Regions from separate parts of the Columba livia genome. Here region 2 is linked to region 1. The links are chromatin contacts, called in public Hi-C maps. All regions are on one chromosome and are shown on one strand. Each heading gives the region's core, a stretch centred on a gene start, on an enhancer-like site or on the middle of the called end of the contact. The rest is flanking DNA. Distances are from core to core; before and after follow the strand shown. Region 1 overlaps FAM114A1 (family with sequence similarity 114 member A1). Region 2 holds the start of WDR19 (WD repeat domain 19).

The links. Hi-C and Micro-C count contacts between places; a contact is called where the count stands out from the background.
Region 2: a Hi-C map of crop shows a contact between it and region 1, with 2.8 times the contacts expected there. The contact joins the promoter of WDR19 here to the enhancer-like site in region 1. A contact is called at or near these places in 2 of 2 Hi-C or Micro-C datasets (crop and liver).

What each region holds. Positions count from the first base shown.
Region 1 is chr4:24,381,708-24,389,123 of bColLiv1.pat.W.v2, forward strand. The region is part of intron 3 of FAM114A1 (family with sequence similarity 114 member A1); the gene reads left to right. Among named protein-coding and RNA genes, the nearest start is that of FAM114A1, 9.3 kb to the left of the region's middle. Within about 2 kb of position 3,699, at least 1 of the 3 cell types and tissues checked has an H3K27ac peak away from gene starts, as active enhancers do.
Region 2 is chr4:24,499,210-24,506,625 of bColLiv1.pat.W.v2, forward strand. WDR19 (WD repeat domain 19) reads left to right here and starts at 2,689. Exons shown (of 37, transcript XM_065062613.1): 1 at 2,689-2,762; 2 at 4,135-4,226; 3 at 4,311-4,376; 4 at 5,597-5,722; 5 at 6,954-7,069; 6 at 7,305-7,416. The coding sequence starts at 2,757. It overlaps KLHL5 (kelch like family member 5), which reads left to right. Exons shown (of 13, transcript XM_065062627.1): 13 at 808-2,361. The coding sequence ends at 864.

The DNA.
Region 1 (7,416 bases), core at 2,449-4,948:
ATTAAACTCAGAAAGGGTTTCTAAGATGTCTTTAAACTGATGTAAGTGAAGGTTACGCAGAAAGGAGCAGGCCTGCCCTGCCCCAGCAATCTATTTCTTCCTTCTCTTAAGCTAACAGTAGCCTTCATGTAGTGAAGTGTGGAGCTGGTTTATGGGACTGATTTTGAAAAGTACAAATTAAGTAAGAGCTGGATCTTCAACTAGATCACTTTGTAAATTCCCTAATCTGGCTGACCATTTGGATCACCCAAATGTTACTGAATGGGAAATGATGGGAACACACAGAACATGCCAGTGGGGACAAGAGCAGCTTAACTAGCTGTGGGACTGCATAAGTGTTCTCAACTTCTATTTAAGTTTAGCGCTTCTCTTTCAGCCTTGAAGAATGGCTTCTGTGTCAAAAATTATGCCAATTTTTTCCCCAAAACTATTAGTAGGTCTGATAAATGGTGCTGCTTACACGGACTCACGAGCCTTGCCTCTCTTATATTCTCAGACCATTGTAACAACAGCACTCTGAAAAGAATTTGACTTAGCATTAAAAAAAAAAAAGACGAAAATTTATGTGCATAAAAGTAATTTCACTCTTGATCAGTGGGAATTGTAATGCTGATGAATTCTTTGGTTCGTTTTTATAGTCACAGCAGGAGGTTTTTCAGAGCAGGACTCTTTCAGGTCATTTAGTTTTTGCCTGTGAGAGAGCCATATTTATATTCTGATTAACTTTTGCAATAAATAGTGTTCTATCAAATGGCCACTCTAATGTTTTTTGTGAGTAATAAGATTATTTGTTACCAGTTACTGTTCTTGAAGGCTTGCAGTGGCAATCTCACAGTCTCCTGTTGCTTAGAAGCCTTGGCCTCACTGAGCAATCAGTTTGATGTCACAAAGTATGGGGCTGTATGGTCATAGGTATTTTCTTGACATAAGCTTGCCTGAAAATGATGAATGCTGTTGGAAAAAGTTTGGGAGACAAAGAAATTGTAGCCCTTCTTATTGACTAATAAGTAAACAAGCCACACAGCTGTTTGTTGGTTTTGTCTATAAAACCTGCTGCCAGCGTTGTATCTCTGTGGATTTCCATGGGCTTTTTAATGATGTGATCTCATTTTTATATGGGCCATATGACATCTTGATTCGTATACATTAAAAATTCGTACTTAATTTATAATGGCTTCTTAACATACCATCTGTCTCTATCAGCATCTGAACTACCTTCACAGAGTGTAAATATGCGAACAAGTTTGTTGTCTAGGCAGCCTGACTTCATAAGTTTGTGTGATGTTGTCTATTTTGAATAGTCATGTCATCACCATGTATATATATATTTAGAATTATTATTATTTTAAAATGAGCACAGTTAGAACAGGTCAACTTGCCTAGGCAAAGGAGCATCCCCTTGCAGAAAAGGAAAAAGAAAATGTAAAAATAATTTTAATTTTACATGAGAATGGCTGCACTATATCACACACATGAAAACCCATCTACTATCTAGTTTCTGGCAATGACCAAGAGCAGTTGAGAAAGAGCCTGAAACCAGATGCATGCAAAGCTGCACTTCCCCTATTTTCTCTTCCCGTTTCCTGGAATTTTCAACTTAGATTTCCTGACCCTGGGATCAGGATAGGGTCAAGTTCCCATATTACTGTCTAATAATTTTGGATCTGACTTTTTCCTGTGAATTGATCAAATAAAATAGACTTCGAATTAAGCAGAAATCAAATGGACATTCTTCAATGTTCATTGAACCCAAAGCACCTTGGAAGACCATGCAGATAATCTTAGATTTGTCCCAGGAAGTCAGTGCAGCAGGTTAATTGTTTATATTCCTGATGTAGAGGGCTTATGTCCTAGTTGTTCGTTACAGAAATTCATGCTTGATCTTGTGCATTTACTGTCTTATTACTGTCGTAGCCTGAATGTGGGACTGCATATACCATGTTATCTGCTTCAGTATGATAATTCCTAGTGAGAGACAGGAAGAGAAATAAGTTAAAACTATCGGGAATTTCTATAAGCTTTCTTCTTTTTATTAAATATTTATTATTTCCCTTCAAATTACTCCATTTAATATCTGAGCAGTTCCACCAATGTTTCATCTGCTATTCTGCATCAGAAAATAGGTTTGCCATGACCCAGTCCATTTTAATTTTGCTTATTCCTTCAGTGTAGCAAATGGTATAAGTAAAGTTGCTTTCTTGGATTAGACTTATCAGCAACACTTCCAATATGTGATTTTTCTGTTGCTCTGTCGTTACCTTTGTACAACACAGCTGCATGTCTGGTTAAGTATGACAAATATTCACTATTCCTTATATTTTTCTTCAAAATTTTACTGTGTAGAAGTAGCAGAAATGGTCTGAAGTGAACTAGATAACATCTTAAAGGCCTAACATTCAGCTTTTAAATAGTAGTATCATAGAACAGTCTAGGCTGGAAGTGACATAGAAAGATCATCTATTCCAGGCTTTTGTGGGAAAGGGCACCTAGATGAGATTATCTAGCGCTTCATCCAGTCACATCTTGAAAACCTCCTGTGATGGGGACTCTGCCATGTCCCTGGGGATCATTCTTACTATAAAAAATTCACTTCTTACATTACTTTAAGACTGAGCTGAAATGGTTGTTCCAGGGATCTTGGGTTCATTATCCTTAAAACCCTGCTTTAGAGCTCCAAAACAGATTAGCATAGTTTCCATATCATTTATATCTTATCTGTCTTTAATTAACTCTGCACGTGTAGCCTGTGGTTGTTTCGGTGATGGTTTTGTATTATAAAGAAAATGTCTGTTGTCTTTGAACTGATTTTGACATTATTTAGATTGGGGTCCCCACCACAGGACAGATGTGAAACTCCTCTGCACAACAGATTCTTTAATGCCTTCGGATTAGCAGCAGTCACTGCCTGAAGCATGCTTAGTGTCTGACACTAGATGTCACACTAAGAAAGTTATTGAACCAGCCTCGTTAATGAGGTAAAGAGTTTTGTTTTCAAAAGGTACGGGAAGTTTAGTTTCCCCCATCGTGGAACCACACTGGAGTAGATCCACTGAAGCAGCTACTGGGATGATGAGATGGGAGAAGTAGGCTCACTGTGATTTGCAGACACCACTTGTTATACTTATTGCCACAATTTCCTTTTCTTTTAAATTGTATTTTTTTTAGTAAATCAGCAGTGACACCATCCAGTATTTTAGTGCCGATGTTGATAAAACTCTGCTCTAAAATAGTGGATTGCTACTGCAGCTAAGCCAGTCTAATGGCCAGCAGCCACTGAAATGTGTGGTCCTGCTACTCTCTTTTCCTTGTATGTTTCTTCCCCCTTCCTGTTCCAGTACTCATGCTCCTCTGAGCTCCCAGTAATCTGGTTCAGGAAGCTAAACTGATGTAAGAATAACTCTAGAGGAAAGAAAAATCCATTTTCTGCCTCTTCAGTTCCTGGAACCATTCATTGAAGTAAGTGCCAGGGCAAGCAGAAGGGACAAATATGGAATATGGAAAGAGAAGAACCTCCCACACCAGCACCAAGAAGCCATTAGGTCCGCTTAGCAGTCACCACAAACCTTTTATCCCCAGGGCATAAGCGAGGCAAAATACATTCAATCTGTACTTGAAGCTTGTGACTTCCGTTTTTAAAAACAGCTTGTATGCTTGAAAGCTTGCCTGTTTGGGTTTTTGTTCAACTAATCTATCTTCTAGCCTAAAGAAAGTTATTACCTTCTCTTACAAGCCTTGCATTTCATATGCTGTATTGTTTTGTGTGGTTGAATTATGGCATTCATAAGGTGCTTAAGTTATGGTGCTCAACAAGCTGCATTTCCAAGCAAAGTCTGCTCTCTGTCATGCTGCATGCATGTGTGCTTACACAATAAAAATCATTAAAAATAGAACCAGCTGTTTAATGTACATAGTCTCAGAAATTCATATTGTAAGGCTGCTTCATGCATCTCTCTCATGCATTGCTTGTGATTAATATTCTGCTATCTTGATTATTTTGTGCTTGTGTATATTCTTCATCTGGTAGAGTGGTACATGGAAATATCCAGTTCTCCCTGGTCTGCTGAAAACCTTTTCTTGTAGCTCAGTATGACAGAATTAAATGTCACTTGTGACGTCACTGTGCTCATGAGTTTGGATATTATTACGCATGGGTATATGTAATAGTCAGCATTGCATAGCTTAAATTGAAGTCTGCATGGAACAGAAACGCAAATGCTTCAGATAATGTGAAACTAAAGTATTGAAATTATGTGAATATCTTTTCCATTCTGTATAGATACTATTCCCCTGATGTGAAATAAAGAATGATATAAAACAAAATAAAAAACAAAACAACAAAGGCTGGGGGTTATGGCTGTTCTGTATGTGGTCATAAAAACGACAGTTAATCTCTTCAGAATACTTTATTTTTCAGTGCGTAAATTCAGCTGATTAAGGGAAAACTGTTTTGGGGCCTGAAATCACATGGTGGTCACTCAACTGTTTTGTAAATAACACTTGCAGCTGCTGTAGCAACAAACCCCTTTTTCACAGTTCTTCCTGTTTAAGAATACTAAATGCAAGTAACAGATGAGAGGAACTGTGGACATGCTTTTGGGGATGGCAGTCCTCTTCACTTTCTTTATATCTTTTAACATGGGTTTATGATTTAGAAGAGGTTGAGAACCACTGATCGCTTGTAACAGCCTTTATGCCTATTGCTATTATTAAAACCTTTTACCATTGCGATAAGGAGATTTGAAACTTGTCTCATCTATTAGCTTAATTGGAGTGATTCCTGATTTACTGACTGGATAGCATATCCAGAATGTATTATGCTGTATTATCAGAATCTAGCCTGTGCTTTTGTTTTAACTACAGGGAAGACAATTTTTGTAAGGCACTGAAGTGGAGCCCCAATAGGGTGGCCTCAAAGGGAGTGCAATGGGTTCCCACTTTTTTAGTGTAGAAAACAAGAGCACAGCTGTTTTTTCCACATATCTGTACTTCATATATTGGAGTGATTCCCCCTGCCAGCTGTCTTCAGGCTCCTCAGTTTCTCAGTCAGTGCCAGATGCTAATTTAAGGCCTCAGTCTTCATCCTTACCTTGAACCAGATGAAACTTCATTCATCTTACTAGACTAAATTTGATTGATTTTTCTTCGGAAATGCCCCTATGTTGCAGCACAGGTTACAAAGACTATGCAGTGGCCAGAGACAGAATCCCAGCCTCTTCCTCCCCATCCAAAACCCCTGAAGCAGGGAGTCCTGGATTGAGAAGGGAGCACTATTCCTACAGAGAATGGTTTAGATTTCAGACATGCTGAGCTGCCCTCCAAAGGTGTCTGTTGGCCTCTTTTGGCTCTGAGGGAACCCAAGGCTGCCAAGCTGGAAGGTGGAAGACAGAAGAGCGTAAAGTCAAATGGGGTGTATCAGACTAAGGTGGTTGCGAACGCTGTAATCCAGCCGGGGGCAGATCAGGCAAACTCAGACGCAGGCCACGTTTTTAGACACTCCTTGCAAAACCTTCCTTTATAAGAGAAAGATTCCACCTACCAAGATGAACAATGTTCTGCTGAAATTGCCAGCCAAGAGGAAGAAAAGAAATAAGATAGGCAAGACAAACAAAAGCAACAACACAGGAAAAAGTGCTTTTCTTCAAAAAGCACACAGTTAGCAACACCCGTTGCATAGCTCTTCCGTCCCTGCTGTTACAGAGGAGTAAATGGAGCTGTTGGAGGTGTTCTAAGTTTACAGTATCAGCTCAGTAGTGTTACAGCACCCAATGTAACAAAACCATTGCATCTTATTCTCTAAAATGTAGGCTCATCTCCCACAACCTCTTTTATTTCTGTGCCTTTTGAAATAACAGGTAATTTTCATCTCCAAAGCAACGTGCCCTTCTGCCATGTTAGTGCCTGTATGTGTATCTAACAGTGCTGACTGACTTCAGTTGTGGTCATCTGGTCCCATCTGGGTTTGTTATTATAGTCAAACATACATGCCATACAACTTAGTTCAGCAAAACCACTCTTAACAGACATGAAATGTTTTCTTATCATTCTGGTGCGTGTAACCACGAGTATAAATTTGTCTGCAAAACCATGAGAACTGGATTACAGAATATAATTAAAAAAAAAAACCCAACCAACCAAACAAAACCTGTTTAGGTACAGAAAAAAACTGGGAAATTAATCTGAAGATTCATAACTTTCACACATATTTAGAAGAATTTTTTTGCTTAATGTTCATAGTTCATTTTCTATATCATTACAGAACAATGGTATTTTGTTAGCAAGTCAAGTCCAAAGTAAGTTAGTAGAAAGAATAGAACTCTCTTGCTTATTTAAAAATTTGTGATCAGGAAAAATGGAAAGAAATGTTACCTGGAATATATATTACATTAGTTTAAAAGCAAAATTCATAGTTATTTAAGGGAGTCCCAGGAATTTGGAGCGTAAATAAATGACTGCAGAATCTGTTCATGCTAACGTTTTCCTTGAACCGGGATACTGGGATTAGACACAGTAGTAGCCCAGTCTCTAGTATCTGCATTGGAACAGATTTTCCAAAAGGCAAGAAGTTATCCAGCAATTACTTAAATCACTGTAGTGCATGACCTAGTGTGTCCTGTACAGTTGGATGTACTGCTGCATTTTGTAAGACATGAGATTAAATGGACAAAGGTCATATTTTCTTTAGACGGGTAAAAGCATTTACCTACTTAGTCTCTCTGTTTCAGTGTAAAACAGCAGGATCCCATGCAGCTATAACATAGAAAATTACTTGTTTCTGCTCATCTTTTCCTTAGGAGACATCTGTTCTTTACCTCCAGATACTGTAGTTTTCTTGTATGTGATCTTTTAGTAGTGCTGCTTCATGTATGTTTTCTAGAGTATATTTGTTATTGAATTCATAGGGCAGCTGATGTGCAACCCATCTGGAAATCATAGGATCATAAACCTAAGCTTTCCTTCTTCCTACTCCATTTCAAATAGTTTTGCTGCATCTTTCTTTAATCAGATGTTCAAAAGCATGTTTGTATGACTACACACACACACAGGTATACGTATGTACATATATATGTATCTGTTTATTCAGAACGCTGCAGAGCACTGACAAATGATAGGCTATTTTTCTGTAGTTACTGTAACTCAGAGAAGGTGCTTTGAAATTTTCCAATAGAAAGTGCACACATTGTGGGAAAATATGGACATTTAATGAATTGTTATGCTTGACTTCATGCCTCAGATGTCTAGGTATCTGCCTGACCATCTGTATTGACACCCTTTCTGAAATCATTTGTTTATTCACAGTTGGGTTTAAGGTAACAAAGCAAAGAAGTATGAAGTTGTTGTTAATATTGCTCATAAGTAGTTAGGCAGATAGTTAACACACTGTATTGTCCTGCTACCAGAAGCGATCAGCTTTACTTG
Region 2 (7,416 bases), core at 1,439-3,938, 120 kb after region 1:
CCACTACTTCATCTGCACACAATGCCAAAGACGGTAGTGGAGTTTTCTCAGCTGAAGTTTGTCAGAGCCACAGGTGGCTCGAGATAAGTCTGATGTTCCTGGCGAAAAAAAAAGAAATAGGGGAGTTGCCATAAATATGTTTTTTTTTTTCTTTAGGATAATCTCTATAGCACTTAGTGTGATATTCAAACATGCTCCAATACTAGGAAGTTTAAAAGGGGAAGCTGAATGTTAGAAACTACCTTCCTCTTTGCAAATCCAGCAGAATCGCAGCAAAAAGGGTCTTGCCAGAAATAATTTCTGTTTACAAAGAATAATAGAGACTGGGAAATTATTTGTATTTCAAGAACTCTTAGCAGGATTTTATCAAATACTGGAGCAAAAAGGAGAGGTTGCCCTATCATGTTTGGCATTTTCTGTTTGAGAGAAAAATGCATAATTTTGCCAACCGTTACTCAGTTGTCAGACTGCTTGGCTCAGATGTCTGGTTTGTACCACAACAAAGGATTCTTTCTTCTTGAAATTCTTTCTTATTGAAATTATCAATAAGTATTGTTTCATATTCTTGCGGTTTGCTATTGCTTCTAAAGTGCTTCACTCTATCATATCAAATACTTTCACCTTTTCTGTGGCTTTTTATCCAAGTTTTGGACCAATTTGCAATATTTTTATGTCACATTAACAGTGTGGGTGATGTTGCCACTGTTGCAGCTGTCAAACCATTATTATAAGCATTAACTACATGTCAGTTTTAGGAAAAAAAATAAAAATACTTAAAGCTGACTACATTTTTTTTCTTTCTTACAGGTTGCACCATTGTGCTTAGGAAGAGCTGGAGCATGTGTTGTGACTGTAAAACTGTAAATTATTTTCTCTATGAAGATGACATTCTCCATAGACTATTTCTTTTTTCCTCAAGCAAACTACCGGTGCACCAATAAGTAACAAGGTGTGGGATGTCAACCACAGCGAGTGTTTGGTCTCAAGCTAACATGTACATGTTCTTACGGACCAATACGAAGCACTTTTTTAAAAAAATCATCTTTGTTACCCATATGTTACAAGAATTCTATTTGTAAGAAAATCAGCAGCAACCGGCCAGTTGCCAGCAGAAGACTTCTGTTCTTCTGTTTAGGAAGTGCTAAGAAATGAGTTAACTCATTTGTGAATTTGTTGTAATAAACAAATGCTACAGATTCAGGGTCTTGATCCCCAAACACGCAGTGATGTGCTATATGGATATACTTCCACTGATATAATTGAGTCTGTCTCTGGGTGAAAGAAGTTACAGGATTAGACCCCATACATTTAATTTGCCTATAATAAACTTGTTTTGCCATAAGTATCTGAGCTATTACAATGCAGGCTGAAAAAAACCAATGCAAACCATTGTAAATGGCAGGTGTGATGCCAGCCTTGGAAATGAAGATGTGTATTTGGTGAATCTTTTGCACTTTTATCATCATTCCTAGTTTAGCAAACTTTTTATTTAACCAAAGGCTTATTTTAAATATTGTCTTATTATGCTAACAGAAATCTGCTATTTAATAATTTCTGCCAGAGATTTTTGACATCCAGTGTACTTTTTGGATTGTCAGAGTTTTCTATGTGAGATGCAGAACATCATACCTTTTTCTCTACTTTGTTCTTATATTTACTTTGCTATGTTTAAGGGGAAATCTGTAAGCATGAATTATTGGAAGAATTCTAAAGTCTGATTAGAAGTTAAGCAATTTAAGTTTAATGTTTGCACTTTGGAATTTTTGAAGCATTCCATTACATCTAGACTAATTACATTTTACATGAGGCTTTGCACTAATTTGAAAAGTATGATTTTATAAGATAAAATGAAACAATTGTCTGTCTGTCCAGTAAAGTTGCTTCAAAATGTAAAGAGCCAAATCCTCCAAGATGCTGAACTGCCAACATATGAGCACGTTCAGCATCTTAGAGGAGAGTTACGTGTGCCTCACAGGTTTGTGTCAATTAGTTACCTTATTTAACAGTTATATCATTTTTTCAGAGAGTTTATAATTTGCCTTTCTCGAGCCCTATGCTGTTACACCGAATTGCTTTGAAAGGTCTGGAAAGTCTTTTTGTATTTGCTTTTCTGTGCCTTGCTCCTTTTGTTTTCAGAACAGTAGGTGATTGTGTGCGTTTGTGATGGAAAATGGGAAGATGTGAGCTCACTGAATGTTTTACCAACGTTTGAAGCATCTGATACCCAAAGTCTTTGTACATTTGTAATTTTAAATGTGTTAATGCTCTCGGTGAACTATTTATTGTTTTAAAATAAATTACTAAGCAGTGAAACCTGCAGTGTTTGCAACCAAATACAGAATGCAACAGAACTTGAACGCAGTTATCGGGTCAGCGCCTTTTTTCTCTCTTTTGTGTACCCGTATCCGCGACTTGACAGGTCTCATTAAGAAATGTGACTTTAGCTGCTCCTCGTGTTGGACTTGTGGTTTTAGAAAACCTCCATTTCCCTGTCAGCACTTTAACCTATTGCAGCCGCGGCCTCGCTCAGCCCTCCGGCTCGTGTCCCCACACGACAGGCCCGCCCCCGCCCCTTCCGGCGCGCCTCCCCATTGGATGCGGCCTGTGGCCCCGCCCCGCAGCCGTGATGGCGCCGGCCTTCCTCCGTCTCCGGGGTGACAGCGACGCCCTGGGCGGGCGTGGTCGGGCTCGCGGATCAGCCGGGTCGGGGGAGAGGCGCATGCGCAGAGGGCGCCGCGCAGCGGGCGGTGGGCGCGATGAAGGTGAGTCTCTTCGGCCGCCGTACGCGCGGGCGGGAGGAGGGGGCCGCCCAGGAGCCCCAGCCCACGGTGGCGCCCAGGGCCAGCGGTCGCGGCTGTAGTTCCCGCTCGCCGCTGCACGATCGGGGCCTGGGCGTCGAGCGGGCCCCGCTGCGGCCTGGGGAGGGGAGCGGGGCGCGTCGGCAAGTGCCTGTGCGTGCCGGCCTCGAGCGGGCGGGATCCGCCTGAGGGGAGCGAGAGCCGCTCCCGGGAGCCCCGGCCAGGCCGGGTCTGTCCGCGGCAGTTGCCTGCGCCGCCCGGAGCTGTTACCGTGGGACGGTGTTCTGCCGCGGCCCTGTGGCGGTGCCTCGGTACCGGCCCCGGCAGCACCGGGGGGCGAGAGACCCCTCGGGCAGCGGCTGAGCGAGTGGGCCCGAAGGGTAGTTTCCTGCTCAAACCACTGCGGGGGGGTTAGTTGATCGTTACTGTACAGTGCGCTGGAGCTTGCCTGCACTGCCCAAACGATTTTCTTCGTCGTTGGTTTATTACAAATTTAATTAAATTTTTTTCAAAAACAGCCTGGTTGTCAGGTGCTCTTTGTGCTTGTGTTACGTGGTTCTCATATTTTTATACTTCTTGTGAGTAAAATGCAAAGAACGCCTCAGTTTACATTCGACCCAACAGAAGGGATGAGGGACCTTTGGGTAAGCGTTTGGTGGGCAACCAGGTGTTGGTGTTCACCTGATGAAGTGGGAGGGAAAAAGCTGTGGTGGCAAGCTGGGAAACCAAGCTGTGGGCTTTGTCTTGCACTCAAATTCTAGAAAAACCTGCAGGTAGTGTGCAAGAAAAAAGAAGTTCAGAAGCTCTCTGAGTCAGAAGTCAGAATCTCTTCTTATGGCTGAGCAGCTTTGAGGTCTTAGCTTTTAAGACCCAACAATTCAGAGAGGACAAAATAGTTACATACATTTAAAAATGTAGATGTTGAACCTTCTGTGTTGTACACACCAAGAATGCTTTCTGGTCCCAGGCTTTTCCATGAAATTTAGAGAACTAAATATTCTGGACTTTGGACATGAAGGGGAGAGTACCCTATGCAATTTTTTAATTCCAGTAATTCTGTAAGAGAAAAATAATACTTTCAGTAGAGTCACAATAGTTTCAATGCAGACACCTAGCACCAGAAACTTCTTTTTTGTCCAGCACAAATCAAAATAATTTTCTGTGGAATTTTGGTGCTTTGGTGCATTAGAATCACCCAGAAGTTATGTTTGAGGGTTGTAAATTTTTTTTCCCCCTCCACAGTACTCACAGTTGCTAGCACGTTGGGAAGTTTTTTATTATTATAGGCTCATGATTTTAAGATGCATAATTTCTCACTTTTTTTTTTGTCTCCCAGCAAGTATTCAGTCTATTAGAAAAAGCTTGGTCTGGTTCCCCTGTGCAGTTTGCTTGGCAGAAAACTTTGGGAAATTTCCTTGCTGTAACAGGGTAAGATTACAAATATTTGTTGCATTTGTCCATAGAAATCACTGATGAAGAAAGGGAATTATTCTATATACTAATCTTTTTTAGGGGTGATCATACTGTGAAAATTTTTGATCGTCATGGTCAGAAGAGAAATGAAATCAGCTTACCAGGGTAGGTACTCAGATGGCTTTAAATTATTTTCTTTGTTGTTTTTGTTTTAAATGCCGCTTTTCTGGTGAGGTGCTTATATAATGTGAGAACTTTTTAGGAAGAGGTACTGCCTCTGGTGAACATACCTGGAAAAGAAGACCAACTGATGGGCATGTATGGAATCTGAGACAGTAAAAGCTGAACTCATAATAAGCTATTGAGGATAGTCAGAAAAATGTATTCTCCTACCCAAAGCACTCCTTATTAATTCTAAATTCAATCTGCTTCATTAAAATGTTAGAAAAAGATCTATTAAATTAAGAAAAAACCTAACAAGGTTGCATACAATATGTTTGTGTCACGCTGATCGCAACTGTGTTCTTGCTATAGTTAGTTTTCTAGTAATTTGTAATCGTAGCCTTACTGAGGAAAGACCTTTTTAGTTTAGTGCCTCTGCTTGTGTCACTGGCATAATGTATACATTGGCATTTTTACTTTAGATGGAGAGTGTACTTCTGAAGTGAATCTTACTCTTTTTTGTGCTTATCACACTTTTGTTCACCTCAGACAGTGGTGTCAGAGTGTATGAACGGGATTCCTTTCAGGTGAAATTTAGTAAGTGGTGGACTTTCACATGTGCGGTCTAGCTCCTGAAAGGCAATCATTCCAGAGGAACAGGCTAGATATGGTCAGGAGGAAACCTCCCTAGGTGCAAACACAGTGGTGAACTCTGAGAAGAGCTTATGTTGGACTGGGGATCCCCTACTCTTATGGGGATTGGTGAGAGTGGTGTGAAGGGGAGTCTGCCTTATTGATGGACATGGAAAGCATTACCTTGTTGATGGACAGATGTGACCCTTTCCTGCGGGGAAACATATAATATCTAAGCCAGTTTTAAAACAACATTGTATTCCCATGGCGAGGCAAAGAAGAGAAAAAAACTTGTGTAGTAACCACATGTCCTAAAAGCTTGTTGAAATAATTAGCATCTGCTTATCGTAGTTTGAACAGTACTCACTTTTCGATGCCCACCAGTGAGTCTTCTTACTTAGGTTAGGTAGTTCTTTTGAATTGTTATTTCCAGCCTTTTACTGTGATTGAAGAATAAATTATCTCTAATTATTACTATTAGGATAAAATTCAATTTTTGTGATACACATTTTAAACAGAAACAAGCATGCTTATATGAAGGTTTTCCCATTTTAACATTGTTAATGAAAATCTATGTTTTTTTTCTTCAGTAACTGTGTTGCTATGGACTGGGATAAGGATGGAGATACTTTAGCAATAATCACAGACAAATCTAGTACAATTTTTCTGTGGGATGCAAACACAAACAAAACAAGCCAAGTAGACAGTGGCATGAGGTAAGAAAGATTTTTTTTAAAGTATGTATTTGAAAATGTGGACCACTGTGAGCTACTGCTCTTTATGCTATCTCTTAAATCAACTTAGGACCTGATGCAAGGTAGAATGATGCAGTATGTTTTTTAACTTAGTTAAATTGCCATCAGGACATCATATTAATGCATTGTAATCTTTGATTTCTCTCTGTGTGTAGAGCCTATGTTGTATTTAACTTGTACAAGCCAATAGTCTTCCAGCTGCTTGAGAAGCCTCTTACTTAATCTGTTATTCCAGAAATTGGAACAGGTACTAACATGTGAACCACAGGCCCATTCACGTGATGTAAAATCATTTGGGTCTTCTGACATTGAAATCAAACTTGAGGCTTCCACTGTAGTGAAGAAAGATGAACTTGTAGCTGGTGTACCTGAGTCACCCTCTGAAAGAAACTTTACTGTTTGTCTATTAAGTGTACAGGGAGACTTGTAGACAACTAAGTTGAATATGAACAGCTGGCAAACATCTGTCCCATTTCTTTCCACAAGGACTTCTCATCTTTGGAATTTCTTTTTTACTTTCTTAAAAAGCTTTTTTTAAAGGCTTGCTGATGTAGAGGATATATTGCAAAAATCATCTTTTTATTTGAGTCCTTGTAGCACATATATTGTTATAACTGATATGTTACAATTTATCGTTAAATTATTTTTGTATGATTTTCTGGTTTTGAAGTGTTTTGTTGTGGGTGGAGGGTTGGGAGTTAATAGAAGTGTTCTTTCCTTTTTAATTGTCAACAGTACCAAAATCCCCAGAGAGCTTCTCTTCAATGTTTCCACTTTGTGGTAGCAACAAGGATGGGTGAACTTTTTGGGTATCTGCATAAACCATGTTTTTTCCAGAGTATTTCACACAAGTCAAAGGGAGCTTAAACATAGGAGAAGTGATTTTAGTGGTGCTAGGATTATTTTATTTTAGATTTTTAAGGGCACTAAAATGCTCTTCGCAAAGCAGAGTGTCTTAGGATGGGAGGAGATATCTAAGGCCTAGGTGCAAATCCCTACCTTTCTGAATTTGGCCACAGACTTAAAACTCTCCTGAGCCCTACATAATAGTCAGGCGTTGGATTAACAAATAAGCTCGGTTTGAATCTATTCCACTACACTGTTGCACTCTACATAAACATTCTGTCTATAGGGAAGAGAGCGGAAATGAACCCATATCTACTACACAAAGTAACATTTTTCTTTATTTTAGGGATGCTATGTCTTTCTTATTATGGTCTCGAGTTGGAACTTTACTTGCTGTTGGAACAACAAAGGGAAACTTACTTATATATAACCGTCAGACTTCTCGCAAGATTCCTGTTCTTGGTATGCATTATTTTGAAACTAAGCTTGCCCATCTGAAAGTGAAATTTTGCTAATATACTTAGATCCCTTTTTAGTTCTTTATATTAATATAGAAGTTAAAAATGTGGTCATACTCAGCTTGGACCTTCTGTTTTGTTGTACTTACCAGAGAAAGCTAAAAATATATATACATATACATCCCATATTTTTTTGTGGTTGTGTTCATTTGTGTTGTATAAGTTTCTTTCTTTTTCAGGTAAGCACACTAAGCGGATTACATGTGGTTGTTGGAGTACTGAAAACCTTCTGGCTCTAGGTGGCGAAGACAAAATGATTACTATAAGCAATCAGGAAGGGGATACTATAAG